2 separate regions of the Pan troglodytes genome follow, and region 2 is linked to region 1. Evidence: chromatin contacts called from public HiChIP or PLAC-seq data. All regions are on one chromosome and are shown on one strand. Each heading gives the region's core, a stretch centred on a gene start, on an enhancer-like site or on the middle of the called end of the contact. The rest is flanking DNA. Distances are from core to core; before and after follow the strand shown.

The links. HiChIP or PLAC-seq counts read pairs in DNA pulled down with a chosen protein or histone mark.
Region 2: an H3K4me3 HiChIP or PLAC-seq map of stem cell-derived excitatory neurons shows a contact between it and region 1, with 17 times the contacts expected there. The contact joins the enhancer-like site here to the promoter of SAMD5 in region 1. A contact is called at or near these places in 4 of 7 Hi-C or Micro-C datasets (blood, induced pluripotent stem cells and stem cell-derived neural progenitor cells), 1 of 1 datasets of contacts at active chromatin or transcription factors (stem cell-derived excitatory neurons) and 1 of 1 other capture datasets (stem cell-derived neural stem cells).

Annotation. Positions count from the first base shown.
Region 1 is chr5:159,411,219-159,414,585 of NHGRI_mPanTro3-v2.0_pri, reverse strand. SAMD5 (sterile alpha motif domain containing 5) reads right to left here and starts at 1,424. Exons shown (of 2, transcript XM_024357462.3): 1 at 874-1,424. The coding sequence starts at 1,332.
Region 2 is chr5:160,078,998-160,082,618 of NHGRI_mPanTro3-v2.0_pri, reverse strand. No RefSeq gene overlaps it. Among named protein-coding and RNA genes, the nearest start is that of SASH1, 96 kb to the left of the region's middle. Within about 2 kb of position 1,673, at least 2 of the 24 cell types and tissues checked have an H3K27ac peak or open chromatin away from gene starts, as enhancers often do. A contact at or near this core is called in stem cell-derived excitatory neurons, where this site is marked.

The DNA of each region.
Region 1 (3,367 bases), core at 175-2,674:
CCAGCTCCCACTCCACATTTCGGAACTTCCAGGTTCCTTCCCTGAGGCCCCCGGTGCAGAGGATTCCCCTTTAGTTCACTTGTGCTCGGTCCTCCTCTCCCAAATGCAGGTCCACTCACACTTCCTGGAAGTCACAGTTGTACCTACTTCATCTTATCTGGCTTAATAATAAACCAAATTGGTGACAGCCCAGACCTCTGAAGCACATCCTGTGGCCCGATTATCTCTGATGTCCTTAGCACCTTATTGCCTCCAGTATACACAAGTTTAGGAAATCATCTCATGTGGACTGACACGTGCTTCCTTCACTTTTCCTCTTAAAATGCTCATGTGAATGGTACGCTTCTCAAATTTGCAGCAGCGCTGGGATTTTTTATGGAGTTGAGAGAGGCAGGGCCTGACTTTCCACTCTTTAAAGAGTTCACCGATTTCCCTTGGGAGTTTCTCAAGACTCAAAAAAGGAAAAGAAAGAGAAAAAGGAAGGTAGAAAGCAATATAGGTATCAACCATTTTTTCTGGTACTCTTCAAACCCAAAACTATTATAGAGGGCGTTAGGAATTCCCCCTGGCTACCAGGTGAAGCAGCGCGAGTCCGATTCCTGACAGGCGAGCACCAGAGACGATGCGGAGTTTTGGTCGTTAGTTTAGAGATAACACCTGGATGCGGGGGCTTGTCTTACCAACCACTGGAGACACCAGGAAGGACGAAATAATGGGCTAATACAGAAAGAACACAGAAAAGGGTCCCAGATACCCAAAGCCTCCTGGCCTCTCCGTCGTCACCTGGAATGGCTTGCAAAGCCTTGGCACAGGCAGCTGGGCCGTGTCCCCTCCCGCCGCGCGCCCCGGGCCGCCCGGACGGCACCTCCTTACCTTGCGGGAGTACGGGGGCTTGCTCAGGTGGATGCCGTCACGGACGAGCTTATCCCTGATCATGATCTTCAGCTTCAGTTTGGGGTAGCTCACCAGCTCCCTGCTGCGGGGGGCGGTCGTGTGGCCGCGAGAGTCCCCGCGGGTGCCCTGGGCCGGGCCGCCGCACGACTCCCCCCGGCGGCCGGTGGGGACGGCGTCGGCGGGCGGCCCGGGGGGCGCCGGCTGCGGCTCGAGCGTGAAGTAGAGGCCGGCGGCGTTGGCGTCCTGCTCCCGCAGCCGGCGCACGGCCTCCAGGATACGGCGGCGGTGCGCGGGCGCCAGCACCCCGATGGCATCCAGGTCCGGGTCCCCGATCTGCTTGCACACCTCCAGGTCATCGTAGCCGTTATCCACGAAGGACTCCGCGTACTGCGGAAGCTGCAGCGCTTTGAGCCACTCGTAAACTATGTTGGTGCACATGGTGGGACCGGGAACCCCGCCGCCGAGCACCTTCCCAGCGCCCAAATGGCACGGGCGGCACCAGTTCTTGAACTTTTAATCCTCTCCTCCAAGGGGAAAAGGGTATCGCAGTAAAGTTTTCCTTTTAAAGGAAAGGCTCGGGCCGGAGACGGAAAACCATCAGAAGAAGCCTGAGGAAGGGAGAAGCGAACAAGCAGCAAAGTGAATTCCCCAAGCAGCCGCGGAGCTCGCAGGCACTGGCTGCTGGGCTGAGCAAGGCGCGCCGCTCGGCTCCGCGCCGCCCCTGGATGCGCCGCCGCCGCTGCCGCCGCGGGGAGGGGCGCGCGACTGGCGCGGGAGGGGGCGGAGGCGGGAGGGGCCGGGGCACACCCCTCGGACCCGCGCCGGGTCAGCGCTGCGCAGTGCCGCCCGCGAGTTTTCCCAGCCGGGACGGTCCGGCGGCTGCGCGCCGCATCTCGCGCTCTGGCAGCCGCCGCCGCCGCTGGCGCGCTCCGCGCCGCTAGGCGACTCCTCCACGCAGACCCGCGGCCGCTGGGAGCGCCTAGTCTTCGCGAGTGTCAGTCACTGTAGTCCTCCCGGCGGGAGCCGGTGGCTTCTACGCTGCTGGGCTCCGCTGGCTGCCCTGGGTTGCTTTTCACATTTCTGTTTAATCTGACTCTTCTACCCGTGGAAGTCTCTGTGCTCACTTCTTCCCGACCCTGCCGGACTCCAGCTTCCGCGCCCGCTGGCAGCCCAAGGACACGTCCCGCCACCCCACGGCGCTGGGGACGCTGCGGGGTTCAGTGTCCCTTCCTTCCGGATCCGCGTTTGAATCCCCCTTCCTCGGATCCCGTACGCAGCCCAGAGCCCGGCGATCTGGCTTCTTCCTTGGGCGGCCACTCAGTAACCCGAGCGGCGGCGTTTTGGCCCGGAGGGTGGGCGCAACGTGGGGACCGCCCGCGTCCAGCCGGCGTGCGCGCCGCCCTCCTCGCTGCAGCTGGGCACGTTGGGCGGCAGGAGAGGCTGCTGTCTTCCTGGCTCTCCCTTCCTAAACTCCCGGGTCTGCGAAAGTTTGGGGTGGGTTGTACTTTCTCCTAGGTCAGTGTGTCCCACCCGGTACCCCACCCTCCTTTCTGCCCGGCCCCTCCCCTTCGTCGGCGCTATGCTTTCTCTCCGGGCCCCCCACCTAGTATACTGCACGGGCTCCCTGGGTGGCTTTTCCCCCAGGGACACTGCCAGGCGTTCCGTCCTGGGGCCCGGGAATCCGAGCCTATCCTCTCGCTCCCGCCCGGGGATCGCGTGGAAATCAATAGAGCACCACCCAGCTCGTGTTGGAAGGGACGCTCAGACATCTCCACCCACGGCATTTTCCCTCTAGGAGGTAACAAAATCAATCGAGTTTCCCCATCATGCCAATGTCTGAGCAGCCTCTTGGGACTGGGGACTCGAGTGGCAGGTGGAACAGACCAAGCGCCTGGGCCCCATTTCCCGGTGTCTGACCTCTTCTTGGGACTAAGGGAAGTGAGGGACGGCGGGGGCAGGTACTGTCTCCTCTCTTTCCGCAGAAGGGCGATTCAGCTTCGCACCTGAGCTGTTTAAGGACCAGATCTGACCTTTTTTTCTGAAGATTGCCCGTGGGGCGTGCCAGTCTCTCGCCCGACCTTGGGAAGTGGACAAGGAGTGATTTCAGAGTCGTTTCTCGACCTGCTGTGTGTTTGGCATTTGGGTGGGTGGTTAGGTGGGCCTTCTTACCCTAAACCAAGAGGGCTTAACCCCCACTTGGGACACGAACCCCTTTAAGAATCAGATGACAGCTTCTGTCCTTTTGCCCAGGAAAATACCCGACATAGGCGCACCCAAAACGTTCCCTACAGTTGCAGGGGGCTTCTGGTTTCCCAAACCCCGGGACTCACGAATCTCAAATTAAGGACAGCTGGCAGAAAGGACTGTCTGCTTAGGGGGAGGGGAGAGACCAAAGCGGAGAGCCGTGGAGCTGCTTGTGGCCCCAAACTTGGGTCACCCAGGACGCCCTTTCCGGAGCCGAGTTAAGGTCTCG
Region 2 (3,621 bases), core at 424-2,923, 670 kb before region 1:
AATCTTTCATAACTGGAGCTAGTGATTTGAGGCTGCAATTAAGATAAAGGAATTTGATATTTACAGAGCCAGGACGTTCCAATAGTCTTTCTAAATTTTCATGTATTTAACTAAGCTTTATTTAGGCTTTATTCATACTTGAGCTTTATATATAAATCGAATGACCAGAGAAAATTTTGTCTAAAATTTTAATCGTCAATGCTTATTGGAAAGTTCAGAATTTCATAGTGGCCCAGCAAGGTAATTAATGTGAATCAACTGGCTTGTCTATTCTTTTGGTACCTATCCACACACTCTGATTAACTAATTTGATTACCAGTTCCAAGATAGTGTCTGTCTTAGCCAGTTTGAGCTGCTATAATAAAGTACCATAGACTGGGTGGTTTATGAACAACAGAAGTTTATTTCTCCCTGTTCGGGAGGCTGGAAGTCTAAGATCTGGGTGGTAGCATGGGTGGGTTCTGGTGAGGACCCTCTCCTGGGTTGCAGACTTCTGTCTTCTTATTGTTGCTTCACATTGTAGAAAGAGACTGGAGAACTCTCTGAAGTTCCTTTTATAAGGGCACTAATCCCATTTGTGGGAGTTTCACCCTCAGGACCTAATCATCTTCCAAAGGCCCCATCTCCCAACACCATTGCATTGAGAGTTAGGATTTCAACATACGGACTTTGTGGGGACACAAACTTTCAGTTCATTGCAGTATCCATGTTACATTCATGGACATGGTAAATGATAGCTTTTAAACTTCCACATCTAATAAGGTGTTTTTCACAACTGTAATATAATGACAACTGGGAAGCTTCTGTGTCAGAGATTCTTAACTTTCTTTACCAAGAACAAAAATCTCTTGCCTTGAGATGCCTTCATCCAGTCTCTAGTCAAAGCCCCATCTCAAACATGGTACCTACAAACCACTTGACTTTGGTCCCTTCTCATTTTGATAGCATTCTGGTATTTACGTTCTTAGTTCTCTCTTTTTAAAATCTTTTAACATAGAGTCTTACTCTGTTGCCCAGGCTGCAGTGCAGTGGTACAATCAGAGCTCACTGCAGCCTTCAACTCCCGCGTTCAAGTGATCCTCCTGCCTCTGCCTCCCTGGTAGCTGGGACTACAGGTGTGCATCACCAAGCCCAGCTAATATAAAATTAATTATTTTTTTTAACAGACAGTCTTACTACATTGGCCAGCCTGGTCTTGAACTCCTGGCCTCAAGTGATCCTCCCATCCCAGCATCCCTAAGTAGTTGGGATTATAGGTATGAGTCACCATGTCTGGCAGATTCTCAGTTCTTGACAATTTTTTATACAGTAAAAATGTCTTTCAATTTGTGTGTGCGCATGTGTGCACGTGCTTGGGCATGCCTGGAGAATGAGCTAAGCTGTAAGCTTCCAGAAGGCAGGTGTTGAGTCTTTCTTTCTTGGATATTCCTCTGCAGTGCCTGGTACAATCTTCTACTGAGGGAAGAACTCAAACTATGTTGGCTGATGCATGTGGTGTTTCTTAGAAAACTGATTATAGGAAAAGTCTCACGAAGCCTACCAGACCTTGCCCTTCTTAACAAATGTGTCTGTTTCTCCCAAGACACTGTCTGCTTATCCTGCAGCCTGCGTGTTTTCTAGTCACTACCAATTAGCATAATTACTATCTCAAGGCCTTGCCCTTTATTGATCCTGGTAGTTACAGCAGTTTACAGTCACGAGACGTGCTGACAGAAGGTACAAATATATTCACCAGGACCTCCAATGGAGTTCTGTCCCTTTTCTTGCTTTTCAGAATTGCTTTTGTCTGCTTTTGTTTCAGAGTGTGCCTTCCTTTTCCTCATTTCCCCCAAGTTTGCTGTGGCAGAAGTTCAGTAGATCACTCAACACAGCGCCAGAGAGCCGTAGGAAGATATTTACAACAAGAGCTTAGTTTCAATACAGACTAACGTGCTCAATCTGTCAAAATAAATGTAAAGTCAGATAAATAATCAGCAAGGTATTTATCAAATGCCATGCCAGCACCATATGGAGGGTTATTCAGGGATTTTTAGTTAATAGAAGGGGTGGAGGCTGGAGTCCCTGGGTTCTGAAAAGACTCTCACCAAGATGCTATTAAAGAAATGAACTAACAGTGAGAAGGCTGGCAGAATACCAGCCTATATCCTGAACCATTGTCAAGAAAAGGTATTCTTGAGCCTGTAGAAACTAGAAGTACTTGACAGAAGTGGTGACATTCATTGACATAAAGAATACTGTTTCTAATCTATATAAGAGTGCGCCAAGCCAAGGATTTATTACATTCAATAAAACTACTATTTGGTGATACTGAATATATGTCTTGTGCATATTTGGATGCATATAAAATAAGCATCCAGGAACAAGATGGGCCTAAGAGAGATCAGGAGAGGAAGCACTCTTAGGGCAGAAATATCAGAAGGGTTCCTCCCACTTCATCCTCCTGAGTCACTAGGAGTACAGGTGCATGCTACCATGCCTGGCTCATTAAAATTTTTTTTTTTTTTTGTAGAGACAGGGATCTCACTATGTTGCCCAGGTTAGTCTTGAACTCCTGGGCTCAAGTGATCCTCTCACCTTGGCCTCCTAAAGTGCTGGGATTACAGGCATGAGCCACTGTGCCTGGCTGTGATCGTGCCACTGCACTCCAGCCTGAGCAACGAAGCAAAATCTTGTCTCCCCATCCCACTCCCCCCACCAAAAAAAAGAAATCTTAGAAGGCCCGATGGAGGCTTTAAGGCCCAGAAGGCAAGTGGCTTGAATTTCTTGAGCCAATTCTGATTGGGTAGTAAAGATTACCTGGAGCCTGGCCTGAAGAAACTGGCACTTGGCTGCTAGGTGTGGGAATGAAGAGGTGCGCTGCATGACTCCTGGGTGTGCCAGACACCGAGACCACACACATGCTTGGTTCTGAGCTCTGCGGAGGCTCAATGGAAACAAGTGCCTTGGTTGATGCATAACACTGACTGTGACATGAGAGGGGGATGGGAAGACCCCCTGCTGTAAATTCAACATCCCTGCCTGATAGCTGCTCCTTCCTGCTTTCATCCACGGCCAGACACCAGCCAAAGGTGATGCCATGCCCATCCCTCTGCTCCTCAACCATCGATGCTTTGTTCTTTGGTAACTGATGGAAGCAGGCGATCAATATTGTCTTCTTGTTCTTGTTAGGTTTACCCTCCCCATTGTTGGCATCTAAGCAGCCCAATGCAATTTCATCTTATTAAAATGATGCTCAAACGCAAAACTTCTCTTAACCAGTGGAGTAGTAGAGAGAAATGTGAATGCTATGATTCTATTTAAATAATACAGTATATGCACTCAGTAATGTATCTGGCTACTCATATGTAGGTCAGATGTAGGTATGTGCATAAGATTGAGGCCTTTGTTTTGATGTAAATATTTACTATAATTAATATTGCTTTTGCCTACTCAGCATCTGGTTCTCCTTCTTTGGGTAGATTAGTCTGATTTTTCCTGGGAGAACAAATCCTTTTTCACTCTTACCCCTTATATTTAAGGAGGTGACACCACTGTCAGCTCTGGGGTTGCTCAAGTGATCTGGAAGCAGCCAATAAGTGCTTTTTGTTCCTCTTGCATAGTGTTTGGTTTAGGAGTTGTTAT